2 separate regions of the Danio rerio genome follow, and region 1 is linked to region 2. Evidence: chromatin contacts called from public Hi-C data. All regions are on one chromosome and are shown on one strand. Each heading gives the region's core, a stretch centred on a gene start, on an enhancer-like site or on the middle of the called end of the contact. The rest is flanking DNA. Distances are from core to core; before and after follow the strand shown. Region 1 holds the start of epha3 (eph receptor A3). Region 2 has its middle 14 kb from the start of si:ch211-261p9.4.

Evidence for each region. Hi-C and Micro-C count contacts between places; a contact is called where the count stands out from the background.
Region 1: a contact with region 2 is called in a Hi-C map of an unstated tissue, with 5 times the contacts expected there. The contact joins the promoter of epha3 here to the enhancer-like site in region 2. A contact is called at or near these places in 2 of 18 Hi-C or Micro-C datasets (caudal fin and an unstated tissue) and 1 of 4 datasets of contacts at active chromatin or transcription factors (embryo).

The regions. Positions count from the first base shown.
Region 1 is chr9:18,015,462-18,022,137 of GRCz12tu, reverse strand. It overlaps epha3 (eph receptor A3), which reads right to left and starts at 3,022. Exons shown (of 17, transcript NM_001365172.1): 1 at 2,826-3,022. The coding sequence starts at 2,910.
Region 2 is chr9:17,806,899-17,813,639 of GRCz12tu, reverse strand. No RefSeq gene overlaps it. Among named protein-coding and RNA genes, the nearest start is that of si:ch211-261p9.4, 14 kb to the right of the region's middle. Within about 2 kb of position 3,014, at least 13 of the 62 cell types and tissues checked have an H3K27ac peak or open chromatin away from gene starts, as enhancers often do.

The DNA of each region.
Region 1 (6,676 bases), core at 1,773-4,272, 210 kb before region 2:
ACAACGGGTTTAAATAAAGTGCAATGCTAAATCATGCTTAATTAAAATACAATGAAAAGTAGGCTTGCATTAATTATTCCCTTCATCTTAAAAAATAAATAATAATAACGATTTTATAATATAAGAGCCAACACACGGGGACCGACACAAATCAGGTCGCAATGCAATGCGCCCTTTAAGATTTTGGTTGTTAAAATTCATTATATGCAATAAAGCTTTTTACTTTAAAGTTTTTATCATTATTCTTCTTTTTGTACAACCTGATGTAGGGGTAAAGGGCTTGGTCCATGTAGTAAATAGGCTAATTTCAGTCCGAGTGGATCTAAAAAGTCCTAAGTCAAGAATGCGGGCTTTGTTTTTTTGGAGCAAAAGAAAGTTATGAATTTTAGCTTATTACAAATAAAAAAATACATAAATGGGAAAAATATGTCTATATTACAAATTATTTTCTGGAAAAAGGGAGAAAGTCCTTTTGATTCTTGTTTCACATTGATGACCTTTGAATCACATTTCTCTGAAAAGATTTATGAGTCTCATCCGTTTTTTTTTTTTTTATATTATTCTGAATGACTGACTGCAATTGTATTTTCTTAAGAATTTTGTTAGATATAAACATTAATAAAAACGCATACGATCACCATAAAGAAGCGCAATTCAATCGACGCAGATTGAAATTGCTTTTCGGTTTGTGGCCGTAATTGGAGGTCATTGAACTGTTTAAAACTTGCTTAACACGTTCAATATTACTTAATTAAAAAAATAATATTGCTTTTAAATATTCTATTCATAATGGGGGTCATAAAAAGACGTTTGGGTTGATAAAAGAACTGCAAGCTGCATAAAACACTTTGCTCAAAATTATTTCAATGGATGTGGCTCTATACTGACACTCTCTGGTGAAAAACACGTCCCATTAGATACTATTTGAGCAAAAGGTAATTCACAGCCCATAAATCACAAAATGAGAGGGGGAAAAGACCCGCTCCGTTACAGAACAGAGAGTTGAAACATCAGAAAGATACCCTTGAGGTGACAACCTGAACAATGCGTATCTTTCTACACAGATCAGTCTGGACACTCTTGTGCAAAACTTTATATTCCAATACAAAACAACCTTGCATATCATCAGAATAATAAGAAGTTATATTAACAAACTTTCAATTTTCTGCCTCACTTAACAAGTGTTGAGTATGATGAGCGAAAATCGCTCTCCCTTTTCTAATTAGGCCTTTAATAAGAACACTTGGGGCACAGGCCTGAATAAGGTACAGTAAGCGCATAGGGTGATAGCCTACTATACAAAGATTTTTAAATTGTCAAACATTTCCCCGAGCGACTATAAAAACTTCAGTTCCGAACGGGACAAATCTAATCACTGTGAACAAAGCTGTTATTGACATCCTACGCGTAGACAAACAGGGTTCCCTTTCATTTGAAGGAAAATAAAATCAATTTAAATCTAACCTACAAGTATAACCTACGTTCTTAAGATCTGTGTATATCTCGATTCCCGTCGCACAAAAGAGCAAGATAAAGATTTAGATGTAAAAATAATAATAATAATAATATAAAATAATAATACAGGCCTACAAGAAATATACTAACTTTGTTAGAAAAACTAAATAAGGAGAAACTTTATTTTAATTATTTTAGGCTTAGATATAAAGTTTCGCACAACTTTGTTTTATGACACTTTTTGATTGTAGCCTGATCTCATTACTTTATTTTAAAATCTCATGAGTTTGTTTGGGCCTTTAAAGTACTTCATCAGATTATCCCATACGGCTATATGTAATTGAAAATATAAAATAAAATAATCTGTAAAAGCTTAATCCAATATGCTAACCTTGTTAACTACTCATCTTGTCACCGGCAATTGACACGCACAGTTTTAAACAACGTCGGTAAACTCTATTTTTGAGAAGAAAAAAAAAAGAAGCCACTCATAGTCAATTTCTTATGGCAATATAAACACTATTATTAAATTATAATTAAGGTTAAATCAAAGTGTTTTTTGTACAAAACATGAATGAATAAAACAAAAATAAACATGTGGATTGGCTACATGCAGGCACCCAATTATCAGAAGACTATTTGAAGTGAAGTATCACTAAGTTTTGCGTGGCTATTACACCAAGATGCAAGTGTAGCAAACAAACGCAGCGCGCACACTTAAAGTGCATGTTACATTTCGTCAGTGTATGAGAAGAACACATTTAAGAAATGTAGCCTATTCATTAAAAAAAACGTGAAAATGCAGCAAATTCAAAAAGAGTCTATGGTGTAGTCTTTAGAAAGACTATGCGCTGTGCTTAGCCTAAATGATTTTAAAACTGGATTTCTCAGCCGGTGCGCGTCCGTGCTTTCCCATCAGATCGATGGTCTCAAAATATGCTCTCATCACGACGCACACGAGTGTCGTTATCAAACAATAAAAACAGTCCTAAAAGTTGCATTTGCAGCGATGCATTTGTAGCCATTTCTCGCAAAATCAAGCCAGTGCGTCTCGCGAAGAAACGCGAAAATATTGATTCGCAGAATTAATCGGTCCATTTGGAACAGCTGGTCTGAAAAAGTAAACGAGCGAAGGTTTAACCCTTTATCAAATTCGCCGCGGCTTACTGAATGAGCGTCGGAGGTAGGCTAAAGCAGGTAACTATACCAATTGCACCCAAATCGCATATTTAAAAAAAAAAAGAATAAAAATGTTAAAAAGAAATGCAAATAAAGCCCAAGTCAACTAATATATAAAGGGCACAGTCTACTAGACGCTACAGTAAGCACTGATGAGCATGTAATGTCTCTCACTCCAGACGTTATCTTACCTTCATTGGACGGATGAATAATGAAATCTGCGCTGGAAATAAGCGTGAAGAAAAAAAGAAAAAGTATTAAGGTTTTGCAATCCATGATATCAGATCAGGGGGCAACGCAAGGTACATAACTCCATGAAGCATGCCACTCATGTGAGGGCTTCTGTTCCGACACAAGTTACCATTCTCGGCTCTGAGGCTGATGTCAAGTTTGACACCGGAGACGAGGAGGAGTCTCTCTCTCCCTCTCTCGCTCTCTCCTCAGTTCTCACCGGGAGCTTCCCTTCTTCGCTGGGTCCTACACACCAGACAGCGCCGTTTATTAGACCGGCAGGTTCAACAGAGGTCATGTCATCTCTCGGAAATTGAAGAGAAGACAAAAACACTCGAGGCAGCTCATCAAATTCCAGTTACTATATGTCACACAGAGGTATTTATGCACTTCCTTAGCTTAAAAAAGCAACACTAAGCTCACCCATTTGTTAGAGGAAGCCTGAATGCAGCAGCTCGACATATAAACACGCTGCTTTGTTTGGGCAAATAGACGTTATGGTCAAACTTGCATCGTTCTGTGTTTATAGGAAGTAGCCAAATAATGCAAATAACAACATGAACCTAATTTATTAAGCTGGTTAAAAAATACTGCTGCACACTATTACAACGTTTTAAAATGTAGACATATTGAATATTATCTAACAAAATATAACATTAGTTGGCATAAGCAGTAAAGTAATATATATATATATATATATATATATATATATATATATATATATATATATATATATATATATATATATATTGTTATATTGTTATATTGTTACACTGTAAAAAAATGCTGTTAAAAAACGGTCAGATTCTACGATAAAATAATGTTTTTTCACTAAAACAGTAATATTCTGTTAAAAACAGTGCTTTCTGGGTAACATTTTTGTTTTCGAGAAAGTAACCAACTGCAGAAAACTGTGAACTGTGAGTTCAGATTCGATGTTTTGAAGTCTGTGTTTGAAATCACGCTTTGTGTCCTTGTTCACTATTTCATACACTAGTTAACTAATATAGTTCACCTGACAGTTTTAATGAACACTAATGAGTGAATTCAGACACTGATGAACACCTGCTGCTAATAATTACAATTACTGAAGAAAATAAACAAGAAACACAAACAGTGACTTGAGTTACAACATTAAATAAAATAAAATAAAATAAAATAAAACACCTTCAGTTTCAGCAGAGGATCATTAAACAACTCCACAAACAACAGCAGACACACTTATTACTGACTGATTTGACGTCCATACAATTCTCATTGAGATCCAACAGAAATTAAGGTGTTTTTTGTGTCACCGTAATGGAGTGAGGGGCTGATTTAGTTGGGTTCTTCACCCTTGAACTCATTTAAGAAGACTTTCCAACTGCTATAATACAGAGTTTACAAAACGTTTTTACTATAGCAATAAAGTTGGGAAGTCAATAAATAGAGAAGTCTATTTATCTGAAATTAGTTCTGATAAATGTTTTGGTATAAATCTGGATGAAGAGCCTCATGCAATAGATTTTATGCTTAGTTGCAGGTATGAATTTAATTAATGAGAAGTGGAAACAGAAAAGATACCTCTGAAATTACTTAACAGTTAAGAAATAACATACAAAAACAGTTCAGTTATGACAAATACACACCCAGACCTCATGAATCTGACCTTGTATCTCAACAATGGTAACATCTCAAATGTTTCATGCTGCAATGCATGCTGGGAGTGGCAGTGTACAAATATCCCAGCATGCATTGCGGTATAAATAAGTGTTGTATAATGGTCTAACGGTTTTCTTTATTTGTGTTTGATTCTGCTGTTGTTTATGTTTAGACTTTCAGTTGCCTGTTTGTGAGTTAAACTGTTAATTTTGTTAAATTTATTGTCACCATTATTGAGGTTCATATTCTGATTATTGATGTCTCTTTGAGTGCGATTTACACCATAGAGCAGTGTTATTATCCAAGATATTCTTAAAAACTTCCAGAAATCATTGCAATATATATACATATAATGTAAAACAATAGATTTAACATTGAATAGGAGCAGTACATTTTATAATACTAAATGAGAACAGACTCTGCCATTTAATAGCAACATGAACATCACCAGATCTTATTTAGGTTTTTGGCTGGCTTGCCTCAACAAAGGAGCTTTTTAAACAAAGTTCTTAACAATTGCAGCAGCCAAGATAAATAAATGTTAAAAATGACAGGGCTAAGAGCCCAACTAAAGCAAACTCTGTTCTCCATGATGGTGACGTAAAACTTTAACTTTTTCTCAAGAAGAACTTTAGTAGATGTTATACAAAAATACATGTATTAAGTAATAAGCGTAGCTGGTGATGATGTTTGTAGAGTTGTTTAATCATCTGCTGATCATTTAAATGATTTAATCATTTGTTGTTCTTCAGGTTATTTCATTATGAAGCTGTGACTAAAGTTTTGTATGTTCTGTTCTTGTTTTTTCCCTTCAGTATTTCTTCATTTGTTCATCGTTAATCCTCAATTATCATTTAATTAGTCAGTTAATTAATGAATTTACTTCAGCTTTGCTCCATGTTTCTTGAACACTCAGTAGTGTGGACACTTCAATTAAAACTGAAGTATAGGCTCTGGGGTTTAAAGGGTTAAAGGTGTGAGAGGTAAAAACGCAGTGTAAAAATGTATTTTAACAGTAATATACTGTTAATTTACACAACGGAAGTAGACTGTAAAAAAACAGTATATTGCTGGCAACCACAGCTGCCAGTAGATTACTGTTAAATTAAGGAAAAACAGTATTTTACTGTAAAACCTGAAGCTAATTTCTTCTGTGTGTCACCGTTGTGGAGGAGAGTAGAGCTAGTGTATGAGTTAAAGATGAACAATGAACTGCTGATGTTATTCTGCATGTTTCTCTATTTAAAGATAGCGGCTGTTTAGTGGCTGATGCAGTCAGAATCTCTCTGGTGATTCCAGATTTACATGTATGTGTGCTGTTGTGAAAAATAAGACATTAGAGTTAAACCGAACTTTTCTAATTAACTAAAATAAGTTATCATTATAAGTATGCTTCTAAGCATATATAGCACATTACTTCATAAACTCATTCAGCAGTTGACCAAGTTGAGGCAGTTGCTTTCAGTGAGCAAAATGAGTTCACTTGAGTATTGTGTAAATCAATGTAGTCCATGTATTTTTACAGCAACATACTGTAAAATAACAGTACATTGCTGGCAACTGCAGCTGCCAGTATTTTACTGTTTTTTAACGGGACAATTTTTAACAGTGTATATTCCCAGATCCATCATTACTATTAAATTTATTCATTCATTAATTTTCTTTTTCGGCTTAGTCACTTTATTCATCAGGGATCACCACAAAGGAATGAAGCGCCTATTATATTTAAAACTTTTTTTTTTAAATTCACAAAACTAGTTTCATCATTCATTCATTCATTCATTCATTCATTCATTCATTCAATTATTTTCTTTTTGGCTTAGTCTCTTCATTATCTTGGGTCACCACAGTGGAATGAACCGCCAAAAGTTTCATTAGAATAAGCAAAAATATCAATATAAAGCAAAAATATCTATAAGTAGCATTATAAAACTACCCCCTCTCTCTCATCTCTCTATATAAGTCAGAATTATTAGCCCCACTTAGATTTATTTTTTCTTTTTAAATATTTCCTTTCCCAAATTCCCAAATGTTTAACAGAACAAGCAAATGTTCACAGCATGTCTGATAATATTTTTAGGTCTTATTTTTTATTTTTATTTTTATTTATTTTTAGTTTTGACTAGAAAAAAAAGCACTTTTTAATAAAAAAAAAACATTTTATGGTCAA
Region 2 (6,741 bases), core at 1,765-4,264:
GCCCTGGGTGGGCCAGTTTGCATGTTCTCCGCGTGTTGGCGTGGGATTGCCTGAGTGCTCCGGTTTCTCTAACAGTCCAAAGACATGCGCTATTGGTGAATTGAATAAACTACATTGATCAAAGTGTATGTGTGTGGATGTTTCCCAGTGATGGGTTGCAGCTGTAAGGGCATCCGCTATGTAAAACATATGCTGTATAAGTTGGCGGTTGGCAACGCAGTGGCGCAGTAGGTAGTGCTTTTACCTAACAGCAAGAAGGTCGCTGAGTCGCTGGTTTAAACCTTGGCTCAGTTGGTGATTTTGTGTGGAGTTTACATGTTCTCCCTGCATTCGCGTGGGTTTCCTCCAGGTGCTCCGGTTTCCCCCAGAGTCCAAAAACATGCGGTATAGGTGAATTGGGTCGCTAAATTGTCCATTGTTTGTGTGTGCGTGTGCGCGTGCATGTGTACGTGTGTGTGTGGATATTTTCCAGAGATTCGTTGCAGCTAAAAGGGCATCCGCTGCGTAAAAACGTGCTGGATAAGTTGGCTGTTCATTCCACTGTGGCGACCCCGGATTAATAAAGGGACTAAGCCGAAAGGAAAATGAATGAATGAATGAAGTTGGCAGTTCGATCCATTCTCTGTAGTGCCCCTGATGAATACAGAGACTAAGCCAAATGAAAATGAATGTATTAAGATTATGTTTTAATTGTGACAATTTTATTTGCTTTTGTCATTTGTGTTTGTTCGAATGTTTTATTCTAGTTTTCGTATTTTTGGCAGATTCATTTATTTATTGTAATTTATCGCAATTCCTTGACTTTAAGTGTTTGATTTCACCTTTCAAAGAAAGATTTGTATGTTTTTGTCACGTTTAATTTTAAATTTATTCAATTTGATTGAATACCAGCATAGTTGTCATTTTAGAATTTACTGCTGCTCAGATATTAAGACCTTTTATAAGACAAAATTTAAAAGACAAAATACACAAACTGTATATTTTAACAAACATTTTTTGTTTTATGATTTTACAGAATACATTTAAATAAACCACATTAACTGAACTACATTAAAAGTGCCATATGTATTCCTATAATCACTCTGATATTGATTTTTAATAATAATAATAATAATAATAATTCCTTACATTTATATAGCGCTTTTCTGGGCACTCAAAGCGCTTTACACACAATGGGGGGATCTCCTCATCCACCACCAGTGTGCAGCATCCACCTGGATGACGCGACGGCAGCCATTTTGCGCCAGACCACACACCACACACCAGCTGATTGGTGGAGAGGAGACAGCGATGAAGCCAATTGGAATATGGGGATGGTTAGGAGGCCATGATGGACAAAGGCCAGTGGGCAGATTTGGCCTGGATGCCGGGGTTAAACCCCTACTCTTTTCGAAGGACATCCTGGGATTTTTAACGACCACAGAGAGTCGGGACCTCGATTTAACGTCTCATCCGAAAGACGGCGCTCACTGAGCAGTATAGCGTCCCCGTCACTATACTGGGGCTTAAGGACCCACAGAGACCGCAGGTTGGGCGCCCCCTGCTGGCCTCACTAACACCACTTCCGGCAGCAACCTAGCTTTCCCATGTGGTCTCCCATCCAGGTACTGAACGGGCGCAGCCCTGCTTAGCTTCAGTGGGCGACCATGTGAGAGTTGCAGAGAGCTAGCTGCCGGCCAGCAGCTTGTTTTGAGTAAAACAATCAAAATTCAAAAACATTTTTCTATAATTTATGTTGTTTCTTTTTTGCAAGATAGTTATTTTATTAATATTATTAAGCTCAAAATAACTATTTTTAATAGCTATTACAATTTAGTCCAAAGGAATTAACCTTTCCAGGTAGTACAGAAGTGCTGTGTCAATAAAAACAAACAAGTACAACTCAATACCACAAAAAAAAAAAAAAAAAAAACATGTGATCTAAAAAGAAAAGACAAGAAAAGAAAAAAAGTGAAGAAAAAAACAGGTTATTTTTGTGCACTCGGTATGTGGCATAGCGATATTAAGACTTTCGGCTGAATCTTAGACTGAATCAGGAGGTAAAAAAACAAACATGCTGACACTTACTTGCTGATCTCTGCTGTGTGTGCTGCCAACTGGCTCTCACGATGATGTATTGACAGATGCAGTTCTCTCCTGTGCTTTTCTGGGCTTGAGAATTTGGTTTACAGGAGCACCATGGGAAATAAAAAAGGGGATGCCCAAGGGCCTAGCTAGATGAGGATGAATGAAGACATTCCTAAATGTCAGCAACAAAACTATTGGGCCAAGCTGAGACACGCACCTTACAGCTGGAGCTAAACAAACTGAGTTTGGTGTCCATAATTTTCCTCTGCATTCCTTTCAAATGATCAAATGCGGCAGACCATGCTTCACTAACTAATTAAGTATTCAATTTGATCATATTACATCTCTGCAGCACAAAAAAAAAATGCTTCAGTTTGAAATGAACTGTATATTGACTTTGTTCTAACAAACAGTTTGACTTCAACTAAAATGACCAGTGATTTGATTTAAATATAGCTCATATTGTAATAAGAAAATTATTTTAAAAATACTGATCAAATGAAGATTGGCTAGTAGTACTGATTTATTTCAAAATCTCAAACATTTGAACAGTAATGTATGTACAGTATATATTCTCTGTCGGCTGCTAGTAGCTAATTATTTTATTTTTATGTGCCTCTAGAGTTATTGATCACAAGACATTTATGGCTCAGGTGACTGCCTAAAAATATGCTTCTAAAACTTCAGGGATACTTTCTACTGCAATTACAGACTTCCTTGGGTAAATAAACTACGAAAGGATATCATAGCGAAATGTCCTTTTTTCTGAGCAAAGAAGGGCTGCAGTACAACAGACCTCAGTTGGCAAATTAACTTTTGCCATTATAGTTCCTCTGTAAAAATACTCTGCTCTAATTGGATTAGGTCTTTGATCGGAAGTGGAGCTTCAGCGGGTGGGAGTGTTTTTCTTTGCCAAAAAAGCACTGACCCCTGAAGTGTCACCCTCATGAGGCCAGTAACAGTACTGCTGTAAAATGAATCATTCCTACACACTCACTTTCCCAGAATGGCTATAGACTGAGGTGACAAACACAAAGCAGGAGACCAACACAGCTGGGCCATGTAAAAGCTGTGAGAAAAACAATGAGTGAGAAATAAAACATGGAATTAAAGAATGTTTTATGAGCTCTGACTTAATGGTGACCACCTCAGAGTAAACAGTTATAAAATCGTACCTCTTCAACCATGTTTGAAATCACCATAGTCAATACAGCATGAATATGAATCAAACATCCCACAGATTTCTTTAAGCCTGTAGGTGAATGTGAGTCAAAATAGTAAAGTTTACATGTTTGAGACCAACAAATAAAAAATAAATGCTCATCAATGTTTTCTTAATTTTATTATTTAAATAAGCAACAATACACACACAAAAAAAGAAAAAAGCAAGGAAATGCTGTTCTTTTGAAGTAATGTTGTAAAAACTTTTACTGAAAGAACTTTTAACATGTAACATTTTGTTTTGTTAACTGCTGATAAGCATAAGATTACAAAAAAAATAATCATTTGAAATCAAAATAAATAAATTGATTACAATTTACAGCAAACAATTCTATTCTTGATTAGGTTAGTTCACAAGGCATTAAAGTTCATTGACAGATACACATTAAGAGTGTAGGGATTTAAGTTAACAAATAAAACATGGCTTGCCAGTAAATGTTACCACTAAATTTTTTAAAACTAAATCTTTTTCACTAAACTTTCATGAAAATTTCAGACACATACTGGTAACAAAGTAGACGCTGACTCTTAACAGCCACTAACTGCATCCAAATGTCTGTGTTCTGATGTCATGGAGAGAAAAAGGGAGAGAGAGAGAGTTGGGTGTTGGGGAAGAGAGGGGGGGGGGTGTATGGGGGCGGTGGTTCATGGGGAATTGAAATTAATGAGAGTAATCAGTGGCAAACAGCGAAGGAGGCAAGGGCAATTAATATAAACAGGCTACCAGCAGGCCGGAGATCAGTATTAAGATGCAGCATGGCCTCAGCGTGCAGCAGATGTCCTGGAAGAGCCAGAGGACAGCAGCACAGACAGCCAGCCAAAGCCAACCTGACAGTCTGCTGGCATTCCCAGATAACGTGATCATTTCCCCATCAGCAGCCACACTCTCAAGCCTCTTTAACACATGCTGCTAGCTTCTCACCCTCATAATTGAGAACTTTAAGAAGCTACTTTGTGAATTTCCTTCAAAAGGACACCCGACAGACCTTTTATTTTTTTTAGTTTGCATAGCATTGCACTGATTCATTGTTGATGAAATACAGATTTTGCTGAAAGATAAGTTAAGTTCCTTTATTTTTCAGATGTATTCATTATTCATTTGTTAATTTAACTTTTTGTAAATTGAATAGTGTAGCAATTGAATGTTACAATTTATTTATGATCACATGTAATAAATGTTAAATGACAAAAAAAAAAAAAAAACATACTCCTCATAAAGAACCTGTTTCGAGTTAAAAAAAAACAACAAAAAAAAAACACATATTGACATATTTGTAGATATACAAATCTAATGTAGGACATATTTACTAAAGTGTCCTATAAGATGTTCACTAATTACCATAAACAATGTTAGACTTTTTCATTCATTTTCTTTTTGGCTTAGTCCCTTTATTAATCAGGGGTTGTCACAGCAGAATGAACCACCTACTTACCCATGTTTTACGCAGCGGATAGTTTTCAAGCCGCAACCCAATAATGGGAAACACCCATAGACTCTTGCATTCACACACATACACTACAGCCAATTTAGCTTATTCAATTCACCTAGTGCATGTTTTTGGACTGTGGGGGAAACCAGAGCACACAGAGAAAACCCACCTGAACACAGGGAGAACATGCAAAATCCAAAATGTAAATGCCTTATAATTGACAATTTAGGGGTTAGCATCAAGTGAACAATAAATGTTTGCAATCTTATCTAAAAAATAAATTACTGTAAACTTAAATATTGCCAAATAACACAAGTGTCAGAATAGAATTAGAAATAAATGTAATTAAATCAAATTGGATAAAACAACAACCCAACCCAACAGTCAACTTTATCAAATGAAATGTGTAGTTAACTCAAAATTTACTGAAAGTTAATTCTAATAATTTGAAAAGAGTTTTGAACTCAGTGTTCAAGGTTAGTTAATTAAATACCTCATTACTTTAATCTAAATTGAGTAAGTTCACAATACCAATACAGATTTAGTTTTTTTTTTTTTACTTGAATGGTTTATAGCAATCGTTTTCCTCAAACGGTTTGAGTTGCCTTAACTTATTGGGTTTTACAGTACTTAGTTGGTTTGAGTTCACTTCATTTCTTGAATTTTAATGTGCTCAAATTGCTTCCTTTACTCAAATAGATTAATTTCACAGTACTCATTAGGATTAGTTTTTGAACTTAAATAATTTGTTGCAATCGGTTTCCTCAAATGGTTTACCTTAACTCTTTGGGGTTTACAGTGTAGTCCTGGAATCGAGTTTGAGATCTATGTCTTAGAGCAGTGGTTCTCCAACTTTTTTCACCAAGTACCACCTTGGAAAAAAACTGTCTCTCCAAGTACTACCATAATGAACAGTATTGAATAAAAGTAGCGTTGTAGGACTAATTATGCAGCTACAGCTGTGCAAAAAAAAAACAAAAACGAGGCAGATTAATTCCTATTATTAAGACTATGTATTACTCTCAACCACTTTGAATATTATAAATAATTTGAACATTAACTGTGCTTGCAGGTAAAAACAAACAAACAAACAAACAAAATAATGTGTAAATTAAAATCTGATTTTTAAAGTTAAAATGGCACTGTTCTTAAAAAGTAAAAAAAGAAAACTGCTCTACTTAAATCTAAAGTATTAACATAGTAGCCTATATTCATTAAAACCAGGAAATGTTTTTTGGATCTCATAAATATACGCTATATATATATATATATATATATATATATATATATATATATATATATATATATATATATATATATATATATTTTTTTTTTTTTTTTTTTTTTTTTTTTTTTCTGACAAATTTTGAAATATACAGTACGTTGCATGTACATATGATAGGGTTCATACACTCACAGCCTAATGAAAATCAAGGACTTTTAAGCAGTTTTTCCAGCACCTATTTTTATTTTCAAGAATGACATGCATCGTATGGAACAACTATGTATTCTTAGCAACATTGCATGGGAATTTACATTTACACTGCTAAAATAATACAAATTTTAGTAAATAATACTAATATTAGGTAAAAGTACAAAATACTTTTACAAAAAGTACTAGTTAGTTACTTTTGAAACAAAAAATCAGATTTTTATAATGAAATCACTTTTTTAAGTGTAAACCTGTTTGAATGGTTTAATTGCTTAAATCACAAAGCTACATGTATAGGAATTTGCACTAACAAAGGAAGTATGGTCATTTTTTCTTTTCATGAAAATTCATCTTTTTCAATAGCACTGGCGAAACTACCTCATACTCCATAAGGCCATAGAGACATTTTTATACCGCATTTTTGTCCATTTTTTAAACAATATGTTCAAGTTTTAAAAGGTTTAATTAAAGCATATGATGAAAAAATTAAAATTTTGCCTTATTTACATATTTTACACTATATTTCTTTACAATATGGCAAATTTGTTTCATAAATAGCTGTACATCACATGGAAATTTTATTTTACACTA